2 separate regions of the Cricetulus griseus genome follow, and region 2 is linked to region 1. Evidence: chromatin contacts called from public Hi-C data. All regions are on one chromosome and are shown on one strand. The core of a region is the stretch at or near the end of the contact, and the rest is flanking DNA. Distances in the headings are between cores, read along the strand shown. Region 1 has its middle 24 kb from the start of Nt5c2. Region 2 overlaps LOC100765482 (metal transporter CNNM2).

Region 1 (5,830 bases), core at 2,266-4,765:
TATGAAGGCTTGAGACAGGGTGGCCCTGGCTGAATGCAGAAGGAGAGAGAATGTTTTTCTCGAGTCCACTCCTGTTCCCAACGCACAAGAAGCAGTGCAATGACAAAGCAGCGTGGCATGGCGAGGACTTCTGTAAGCTCTCTAGTTCCACTTCCGTCCTCTTCTTGACAGCCTCTTGAGACGACTTCACCCTTCTGAGGACTTCCCTGTGGCATCAGAGTTCAGAGTTCTACCACCAGATGGTGCTTCAGCACGGCTGCGAACCTCTACCATCAAAAGGCCCATTTCCTGGGCTGAGCAAGGTGACAACGGACTTATAATCCCAGGACACCAGGAGGATCAGGAATACAAGACCAGCTTCAGTTATATAGTGAGATGAAGCCAGCCTGGGCTGTGTGAGGCCTTGCCTCAAAAACAACAACAAACAAACAAGCAAAAAGCCCCATTTCCCTTAAGCCCTCTGGGAACCTTCTACCAAAAGCAGCCCTAAGGATAGTTGTCTTTGCAAGTCATCTCATAGATCCCCTATCCTGGCCTGAGTCCCCCCTGCCAGCCTGACTCACCCCTGCCCAGCCTGACTCACCCCTGCCAGCCTGAGTCAGCATTGCCCAGTTTACAGAAGATACTGAAGGAACTCTGACTCCCAAGATTGGGTCTGCTGCTCTGCTGGAGCAGGGGTGAGTGGGGGTAAGGGTGGGGTGGTGTGGGGGGGACAGAAGCATCCCTGATAACACTATAGGAGAAACTGTAGCTCTTTCCAGCCACACCACAAGCAGGGGAATAACATGACTGCTCACAGGAAGTACTCAAGACCCTTTATTCTACCAGAGAGCTCGCTCACCCTTTATTCTACCAGAGAGCTCGCTCACTCACATTCACTGCTACTCTATTCTCTACAGCTAGACATTGGTCCATAAACTGATGAACAGATAATGAAAGTGTGGTTCATATACACATGGGATTTTATTGAGCTGTAAAGAAAAAATGAAATTATGACACTTTTAGGTAAATGGATGAAACTAGAATAATATGGGCTAGAGATGGTTCGATGATTAAGAGCAATGCCTGTTCTTCCTGAGGACCTGAGTTCAATTCCCAGCAACCACATGGTGGCTCACAACCATCTGTAATGAGATCTTGTGCCCTCTTCTGGCCTGCAGGCATCCATGCAGACAGAACACTGTGTACATAATAAATCAGTAAATCTTTAAAAAAGTATTTGAGCATAAGGAAAAAAATTGCACCAAATTAGGTAACCCAAGCCCAGAAATACAAATGCCAGATGTGCTCCACATATGCAGATCCTAGCTTTGAATTTCTGGTAATGTGAGTTTCATACCTGTAGAAGCCAGAAAAGCTGGGGGAGGAAGGATGCCATAAGGGAAGGAAGATAGTAGACGAGGGTGAAAAGGTTTAAGTCAGAAGGGGAGTGGGGAGGAGGGAGGCAAAGGGGTTAGGAGGTTAACCAAATTGAAAGAGGCATGAAAAAAATCAGATGGAAATCTAATTTCTAGAAACTGAATTTAAATGTAATTTAAGTGTTGCAGAAATGGCTCAGCGTTTAAGAGAACCTGCAGCTCTTCCAGAGAAGGTGAGTTCAGATCCCAGCATCCATGTCAAACACCTCAAGACTGCCTTAGGACTCACTGAACGGGGGGAAAGAATAGGGTCGAGGCGGCTCAGTAGCAAACAGAGCCTTCTCTTTTGATGAATTATGCTATGAAAAGAGCTTCCAAGGTTGGCTGCAGGAAGATACCTTGTCAGGATGAGAGAAGCTTGATTGTTTACAAGTGGTCAGGAAAAAGCCAGGAAGAAGAAAGGGAGATGATGGTGGTGGTGCAGACTACCAAGCTACCCAAATGAAGGCATGTGTTCAGGTGGAAAAGGAAGGAAGGAAGCCACTCATTTCCCTTTTTAAGAAATGTATGCATGCACGTGTATGCATGTTTCTGTATGCAGGCACGTGTATGCACGTTTCTGTATGAAGACACATGCACATGTACATGCTAGAAGACCACCTCAGGTGTCGTCCACAGGAATGCCATCTGCTTCCTTTGAAACAGAGTCTTGGCTGGGAGCTCATCAGTTAGACTAGAAAGCCCCAGAGACTTTCCTGTCTCTGCTACTCTAATGCTGAGATTACAAGGGCACACCATCACACCCCAAACTTTTAAATAGGTTCTGGGGATTGAACTCAGATCAAGTGCAATCACTTTACCAACAGAACCATCTCCAAAGCCGAAGGCCATTCATTTTCATAAGTACCTCTCCCTAACCCACTGTGCAACTGGAGCTCTGGCCATTCTCTTTCAGAAAGAGATGTAGGCAGCCATGCCAGGAGCAGGGTGGCTTGAGTATTAGGGAAGTAAGCAAGCTCCTGGCAGGAAACCAGTAAGCTGGTATTTCTGAGCTACAGTGTCATGACAAGGTCCAAGGTGTGCCTGACTCAGGTGGTAATCACATCGTTACAGTCAGTACATCGAGAATCCTGAAGTGACCCGGGTACAGTATTCACATCAATCTCAACACAAAGAAGCTAAAGCAAGAGGATCAGTGTGAGTTTGAGGCCACAGTGGGATACACAGCGAGTTACAGGTCAGGCTGGATGGTAGAATGACACCCCACTTTAAGAAAATATACTAACAAATAATCTGAAATGAATGGTTCTCGGGAACCAGGTCCTGGGTGAAAATAGCATGTGGCAGGTTCTGTCCTCAGCAGGCAATGCACTGGGGTGCGGCTACTTGCAGCTGTGACCCTGCATGAACAAGCAGTCCTTAGCTGCAGTCTTCACGAGATTCAGTGCAGCTGTCCAAATGCAGATTGTCAGGACCCATCAGCAGTGTGGTCTGGGGCTGAGGAGCTACATTTTAAATTCAGCTTCTCTGGGCTCCAGAAATCATGTCCTTAATGACTCTGAAGAAGGTGGCTCACAGGCCACATGGAGGAGCCCCAGGTGACAGGGTGCAGGATGAGAGGAAGAACAATGAGTTGGCAGAAACTTTGATCAGCTCTTTGTTGTGCTGAGGAACCTGGAGCTCAATTTCCAAGCTTCCTTTGGGAATGAAAACACTAAAGAAATGGGTTTTAGAAAGACAAGCTGGAGATGGTGTTAACAAGAGAAGGGTTGTCACACCCAGAAGAGACCTGAGGGGAAAATCATTGTTCAGATATCAGAAGACAACAAGGCTCTGCATTTCTTACTACCTGGGCCCTCTTGGACTCCCGGGAGACAATGCTTGCTGCTGAGTGGATAAATAGTGTAGTCTCTAACAACCACACAAAAGGCCTGCCTGACTCAGCCCTCAAAGACCAGCTCTCCTAGCCCCTGCGATTTTCTTCATGTCTGTGGTTGGGCTCCCTCAGTCTCCAGGCAGAAGGACAAAGAATAAATATTAACTAAAGGCAGAGCTATGGCAGGGTGCCCAGGTCCTACCCTCCCATCTGTCCCAGAGGCTAGGGCCAATTGCAGAGCTCCCAGCTCCATGATCTGCTTGGCTGCTCCTGCAGAAAAAAAAAGGTAGAGGTGAACATTTCTCTGAGTAGCCCTGGATGGTATCCTGCCACTCATCCATCTGGGAAGCACCTTTACAGATGGCTAAGGTACACAGTCACTGGATCCTAGTGGACTCAACTGGTCAAGAAGTAACTGTGTGTCTCCATGTCAGCCAACACCAAGGCCCATGGTTCTTCTGTTACACCTCACAGTGGGTTAACAGATCATATCAGAGTCATTGGGGAGAAGAGTGGAAATTATTTGTTAAATAAGAATAAAATGCTTGTCTCAATACTTGGCTACTGAATTAAAGAGATATTAAAGAAATGAGCATAAAATAAATAAGTCCACTAGTAGTTTTTTTTTTCCTTTAAAGACATCTTCCAGGATGGGGAGAGAACTTAGTGGGTAGAGTATTTGCTGCACCAGCCTAAGGACCTAGACTTGGATCCCCAGAACCTGCTGTAAAGCCATACGCCATATGGGCCACCTAGCCTGGTGTATGCACCAAGGAACAAGAGACCCCACTTCAAACTGGGTGGGACACCAGGACCAACATCCAAAGTTGTTTCTGATCTCTACATATGCACCATGCCAGGTGTGCGCTCTCACTCATCAAGATTTTAAAAGAAAGTGAGGCACAGTGTCTCACATCTGTCATCCCAGCATTCAAGAGACATAAGCATGCAGATCTCTGTGAGCTCGATGCCAACATAGCTCATTCTAGGCCAAACGGTGCTACATAGTAAGATCTCATCTCAAAAATCAAAAAAATAAATAGATTAAAAATTGAGTAATAAACTTCAACTCATCAGCATCAGACCCTCCAAATGTGTCATCCTGACACTCACCACACAAGGTGGACAACCTCCCTCCATTAAAGGTGTCCTACAAACTAAGGACTATGGTGGTGGCTTTTAGCTCCTTCTTACTCAAAACTGAACCTGAGGAACCCAAGTTGGGCAAGGCACAAATTGTTGGTTCATACTGCCCCCTAGTGGTATTGACCAGCTAAACGGTAACTTGGGCCACCAGAGTGTTTCTCAGGGCTCCCTGGGTAACTCTTAGAGAACATTAAATTCTTTCCCCAAAGGACAGCCCCAGGCTCAGTCCCAGGCTCAGCCCCAGCCAATAGCTGGCCTGCTCTCTGTGCTCCTAACTCTCTTGACACCAGTGCTTCTGTCTTTGTACTTTGTAATGGGTACACATCTGGACCTCACATCTTCAACAAACCTGTTCCGATCCGGAATTTTCCAGAACCATGAATCTCACCAGCCAGGACCTCCCCTAGCCTGTATTTAATTGTCTTATTATTGGGTTAGCAGCTTGCATGTGTTTTTCCTAGATTACAGGGCTTTTAAATACAATTTCCTGGTTTTACAACACCTGTTGACACAGTCTTCAGAGCCCAAGGTGACGGTGGATGTTCTGAGAGCCACGCTTTGAGTGCTTGGTAAGGGGCAGCTACGGGCTGGGCACCTGCACCTGCACCTGCACCTGCACCTGCATGCCTCAGTACCATGCTAATGCAAGTCTACTACAGTTTGATACTGCCTCAGTTTATCACTGAAGCTTGCCTGGAGCTGAGAACAAATTAAAATAAAAACCCTGGGCTTGGAGAGCAAAGTACTAGGTTGTTTGTTCTTAATGAAGAAATAGAAAGATAAACCTTTGAATCAGGCTCAGATTGCCTGCATTTCCAGGAAATGCTTTAAAAGCTCCAAGTCATTACTCACAGACTCCTGGAGGAATAAACATTCTAATTAACTTCTTTAAAATAAACTTATTCTGTGAGTTCAAGGCCAGCCTGGTCTACAGCGAAAATTCTAGGATAGCCAGGAACACAGAGAAACCCTGTCTTTTTTTCTGGAGGTGGTGACTCCTGCCTTTAATCCAAGTACTCGGGAGGCAGAGGCAGGCGGTCCTCTGTGAATTGAGGCCAGCCTGGTCTACAAAGCAAGTTCCAGGACAGCCAGAACACAGAGAAACCCTGTCTCAAAAACTAAAATAAATAAAATAAATTTATGTGGGGATAGACAGCTCAAAGGTTAAGAGCACTTGTCAGGGACATGGGTTCAGTTACCAGAAAGTGTGGTTCCCTAACATCCTTAACTCTAGTTTCAGGGGATCCAAGCCTCCTCTAAACTCCATCATCAGGCACTTGTGTGGTGGTGCACACACATACATGGTACAAAACACTTGTACATATAAAATACATAAATGTTTTAAAACTTCAATAAATGTATGTGCTCACTGGATAAGACAGTATATATCTGTAATCTCAGCATTCAGAGGGTGGAAGCAGAAGACCAGAGCTCAAGGCCATATCCTCAG
Region 2 (5,509 bases), core at 1,809-4,308, 110 kb before region 1:
CCTAACAGGCTGGACTTGCCCCTTGAGTGGCCTTCCTTGGCCGTCCCCAGGAAGGATACCTTTCCTCTGTGTGCCGGTGGGTGTCGCCGTTGAACTTGACGGATGAATGAAGAAAACCACGTCACTGAGGAATGTGCCAAGTCTGTTGTCGCTGTGGGTGTGGGCAGACACTGCAGATGCCCCTCTGCACATAGCGTTGTTTTGAAAATATGTTTAACTGTGTCCCTTTCCCTCAGGAAGGGTTAACGTTTGCTTGGGAATGTGATTTTGCTCCCACCCTAAGGAATTTTTATCACCAAAATGAATGTTAATGAATTTTAAACCCATGGTTTATCATTGGCAAGAGACAAGTTGACTTCATCCACATTCCTGTAACCTGGGGTGATCTGGGGAATCAGCTGAGCCCCCCCCCCAAACCTTCTCGTCCCTCACTCTCGTTAACCCAAGCTGCTGCTCCAGGTGCCAAATGGAAACCTTCCGTGGGGCGTCTTAATGAACATGTGTTGTGGCAGCTACGTGAGTGCCTCCTTCCCACTGGGATTTGTCAATTACCAGAATGAGGCAGGGGTGGGGTGGGATGGGCTATGTACTTGGGCAGGTCTAGACCCATGTTTTTAATGGAAGGACAAGGGACTGCCTGTCCTGCCCCTTCTTCCATACAGCCAAGTGCCCTCTCCCATCTTGTCCATGGGCTGTGGGGCCCAGAAGTGGCAGTGCCCCTGCTCAAGGTGTCTCTTGCTTCAGCTGTGGCCAGTGCCAGAGAGGTGCCCATACAGCCAGTCAGGTTCACCCCAAACGGATTCAGAAACCAAATGTGTGTTGTGACCGTTTCATGTGTGTGTCTCTTGTCCTATTTTAATACCAAATTTACCATGTGTTGTGAAGTTCACGCCAGCAAGTACTGTTTGGGTGACTGAATCCGTAACTAGCTTCTTTGTGTAAGTGGTTCCTTGCGTTTGCTGGCGATACTCATACACTGAAATGAACTGCTGACCATAGTGTTTGATAGGATTCTCAGCACCCAGGTCACTGCTGGAGAAGACAGGGTCTCCTGTGCCTGGCTTCCTGCCCTAAGGCTCAACATCAGCCTCCTCCCTCAGGTAGGAGGTCCACCAACCCCAGGTTGGGCTCTGGGAGGGTGACATGTTAGGTTGGTCTCCTGGTTAATAGTTGGTGACTCTGGAAATGTGTGTGTGTGTGTGTGTATGTGTGTGTGTGTGTGTGTGTGTGTGTACGCATGCATGCTGGGAGTGGAACCCACAGCCTTGGGCATGCTTGGCAAGTGTCCTATGATTGCTACACCTGGGTTTGGGCCTCTGGTGCCATGTCCATGGACAGTGTTAACCCTGGGTGGTGGTCCTGGAGAGTTCTCAGGAGGGACCACGTCTGACAGAGAAGGGGTGGCCTCACTTGTGGAGGGTCACTGGCAGTGGCCTTACTCTCGGGTTGCTGAGTGACCTGCTGCTGGCGCCTGGCCTGTCACCTTGGGATGCAGGTCCTACCATATGGAGCCCCACACTGTGAGTAACCCTCTTTTCAAACACGTCCAGGTTTTTAAAAAATCCATTTACTAAGGAGCATAATGTGTGCAGATGCAAACTCTGGCCAAGGCTGGGGGTCTCTCTCTACACCAGTAAGCCTCCACCTGGGCCCCTCCCTGAGGCCTGGAGGGAGCCAGGAGCCCAGCCAAGGCTCTGGGTGGCACGTGCTCCCCTCTGTCAGCCTCTTGGGCACTGTGCGTACCTGCCTCAGGCATTCTTACTGCTGGAAGGGGCCTGTGGGACAGAAGCACGCGGAGTCCCTTTTCAGAGCTTCACTGTTGGTGGATCCTAGCGATGCCTGGTGTGGCTGTTAGGTGTAGTGTTCTCTCACAAAGCCGCTGGGAAGACTGAGACTGTAGCCTGCCCGCCAGCTTTGTGTTCATTCCCACTAACCATCTAATTACCGTTGAGTAGTCACTCCATTCTTCCAACAGGAATTCAGAATCGTTCCTCCCCAGTTCCCAAGTGCACAAAGGTGAACTGGCTGCTCTGTGGAGAGGTCTCAACCTTCAAACAGGGTTTGCATCTGAGTGACCAATTCTTCAGACTCCTTAGGAGCTGAAGGAGAGACACTTCTCCTCTGGGGCAGCGTAACTGTCTTGTCCAGGAAGGGCACATACCATCTGTGGCCTGACCCCATGGGCTTCCCAGCCAAGAAAGACTAGCAAGTCCGTGACGGCCAGGCACAGTGGCCCCTCCCTTGTGCTCTGGCCTGTAGTCCTCCCAGATGCAGCTTGTGTGAACAGGGAGGTAGGAGGGGGAGGGCAGGCAGGCTGGCCAGACTGGGGGTGCTATGGGCCTACCCCCTGCCCTACCGTGGCATCTGAAGCCACTGCTGCCAGCCAGAGGCCAGGGCAGCCTTGGGTGCAGATGTGGCCAGGACATTCATGGTGAATGAGCGTCCTTCGCCCCACTGCCCTTTGTCCACTGGGCAAGTCCAAACTCTTAACAATTAAAACCTTGGGAAAACAGAACCCTAAAATGTATGCATGAGCATTGGGTGCTAGTCAAGTGGATTAAACTTTGGTTCTTAATCTGAAGGTGCCTCCTCTTCCTTCCGTACTCTCTGTGGGCCTGGTTGCCCTCACGTGAAGGGAGCTGAGCCACACACCACTTTCTCATGTTATTCCAAGAAACGTGTGTAGGTGTTCAGTGCAGAACTTCACACTGACATGGAACACGAACTGTGAAGTAGCCTTGCACCCCCAGCTCCGTACAGCTGAAGGACTAGGTTTTCCAAGTCTAGGAAAACAGCCCAGGTCCAAATGCATTTCCCTTAAGGAATGGAGCATCGGGGCTTTCGGCAGGGACCTCATGCTATTTGGGTTAAGAAGCAAACCAAGTAGGTGCTGAGTGAGTGAGCCTGTGTCCTAGCTAATTAAAACACATGCAGGGACCTCTGTTCTCTGAATGCTGCCAGGGATCTGTGCCACACAGTCCCTGTGCCTGGACCCAGGGGATGAGGTCTCCCAGGGGTGAAGCCAGGCAGGTTAACTGGTGCAACGTCCACACCTTGTTCCTGGACTGAAGAGCAGGCCTCAGAGGGCAGACTTCTTAGAGCATGCCTTGTAGCCTAAGCTCCCTGGTGGCTTGGCACACCTCCCCCCTCCCTGCTCTGACCCAAGAAGTGTTTTTCCTATGAGGGGCTGTTTTAGGCTTCAGGTACCACTGTGCCCTTTCTTACTGAGACTGGGCTTTCCTGGGCTGTTCACTTCCATTCTGGGCCTAGGCTTGTGCCTCTGTGAAACAAGGACAACTGGGTAAGCTGTAGGCTAGCCCAGAATCCAAGGAGCTGAGGTGAATAGGGAAGTAAGTGACTGGGGGGCTTGGGGGGTTTCCCAAACAAATTTATCAATGAGCAACCTACTCAGTGGATTTTTATACCTCAGGGCCATTTGCTTTTGTGTCTGAGTGGCTGATGGGAAGGATGAACTCATTGAGGTTCACGTCTTCTACTCGAGGGATGGGTAGCGTTCCAAGGCTGGTCTGGAGCCTGGGCTGAGCAGACCTTTCTCCAAGACTTGTGCACACTCCTCCCGGAATCAATGATAATTTACTGGTTTTCTTTCTGGGGAGTCCAGTCAGTCAGAGGGAGCAGTCCTTCACAGCAGCTGAGGGCCTTTGTTTCTTAGTTTCCTGTGACCTAAACGGGCAACCTTTTTATACCAGAGACCTTGAGACATCTCAACTGCGATTGTTTTAAATACCTTTTGATGGGGAGTTCCAGGCAGTACTTGAAGCAATATCAAAATGGCAGGAAGGGTCAGGTTCTAGGTGTTTGTAGGTACACAGCTGTGACACATAGGAGAGACAGTCAGCAGTGACTTCAGATGAGGTTACTCTGGATACTGTCTGGCCTCACTTGGAAGACACCTGAGTGCTCACATCTGATCCACACGGATTTACTTAAGGGGGCTGGATTCTTCTAGAATCACTCTAAAGAGAGCTATCAAAGGGGCCTAACAGACCTGAGTGCCTGCTCTTCTTGGAGACTCGGGTTTCTTACATATAAACAGAGGGAAGTGGCAAAGAACGATTCCTTGGACACATTCCCTAGACAGCCCCCACCTAGCTTCTGAACACCCATGTCTGGTCTACTGTGAAGAGTCTATCAATCCATTGACTTTTCTTGTTTTTACAGTCCTTTAAATCCACAAATGTATATGCTTTATTTTATATTATTTATTATGTACATATGTCTACTGTTAGTATAAAGCTCCTCATCCATGGAGCCCAGGGTTCTGTTCTCCCTTACTGGGCGAGAGGGTGGTGGTATTCTTTTCTAAAGGAAAAAACAAAACAAAAACCTGTATTGCTGCTGCTCTTCCCTCAGCGTCTTTCACGGCCCCACTGCCACCCATTCGTGGTGGCCAGTATTTGGGAGGTAGGTGGAGGCAGACCATCTCAAGTCTCCATGAGTTACTGCAGAAGTGGTTTCTTTCCTGTGTGGTGGTAGCATGTGGCTCCTTCCTCATCACTACCCAAACCAGATCAGTTTCCTGGTCCAATGATAGCCCAAAATGACAGCCTCTACTTCTCACCTTGGCTTGCTGAACCTGTCTGTGTCCTGGAAGCTGCCTGCCCATCAAGGCTCTGAACATGCCTCTTCCTGGTGTCATGGCCCAGGTACTGACGCTGCCTTGGGTCTAAAGCAAGCCCTGCTTTGTCTGGTTATCCCCATTCTCCTTAGCGGTGCCCACTGTATCATGGTGTACATTTCATGCATTTGAGCAGTGCCATCAATGGGAAGCTACACAGGCACAGGTCACGTGCACAGGCTCCACAAGCCGACTGTCATGATGGACGCATTTATAATTCAAATGTTGTAGATTTACAATACCTATTTATTTTGTACCAATTTATTTGTAAATCTTGTGATTGTTTTTAAAAAGTTTTGTTTATTTCTATTATTCTATTTAGATAAATGATTTTCTGTTCACCCTTCTAGCAGATGTGTGTTCCCTCTTTCCTCTGTGTAACACCAACCATTTTGTTTTGTTCAGCCTTGGTCCCCTGCCCAACTACCTGGCTTTACTGGTAGGAAAAGATCAGACTGGATCACTCCAGGGCGCCTCCTTTGGACAGACACTGCAAAGTCTTGTGTTCACAGAAATACAAGTTGACTGCCTCCAGGTTACAGCCTGGTGTACAGCGGGTTCTAGAGTGTTCTCCTTTCAAGGAGTGAGGTCTGCCCCCATCAGCCATGCACTAGAAAAAGGTAGAAGGAGCCACTCAACTTGCCATGGACACTAGCAGCCCTAGTGACTTAGCAGCTAGGTAGATGGAAAGGCGAGGTCTTGCTTGGCAGTGGCACCAAGGCTCTGTCAGAGCAGGCAGTCCCAGGTTAAAGGAATGGTTATGTGGTCCTTATCGTAACTTCAGCATGTACTTGTCCTGGCAGCTGACCTGACAATAGGCAGGTTTCTGAGAGGGAATAAATGCTGGGCTGTGGTGAAACACTTCCTGAT

What was found. A called contact is a pair of places that touch in the nucleus more often than the background predicts.
Region 2: a contact with region 1 is called in a Hi-C map of fibroblasts, with 5 times the contacts expected there. The contact joins two enhancer-like sites. A contact is called at or near these places in 5 of 8 Hi-C or Micro-C datasets (the CHK-Q cell line, the CHO-K1 cell line, fibroblasts and 1 more).

Annotation. Positions count from the first base shown.
Region 1 is chr3:14,561,181-14,567,010 of CriGri-PICRH-1.0, reverse strand. No RefSeq gene overlaps it. Among named protein-coding and RNA genes, the nearest start is that of Nt5c2, 24 kb to the left of the region's middle. Within about 2 kb of position 3,515, at least 2 of the 6 cell types and tissues checked have open chromatin away from gene starts, as enhancers often do.
Region 2 is chr3:14,670,375-14,675,883 of CriGri-PICRH-1.0, reverse strand. LOC100765482 (metal transporter CNNM2) reads left to right here. Exons shown (of 7, transcript XM_027407100.2): 7 at 1-4,988. Among named protein-coding and RNA genes, the nearest start is that of Nt5c2, 85 kb to the right of the region's middle. Within about 2 kb of position 3,058, at least 1 of the 6 cell types and tissues checked has open chromatin away from gene starts, as enhancers often do.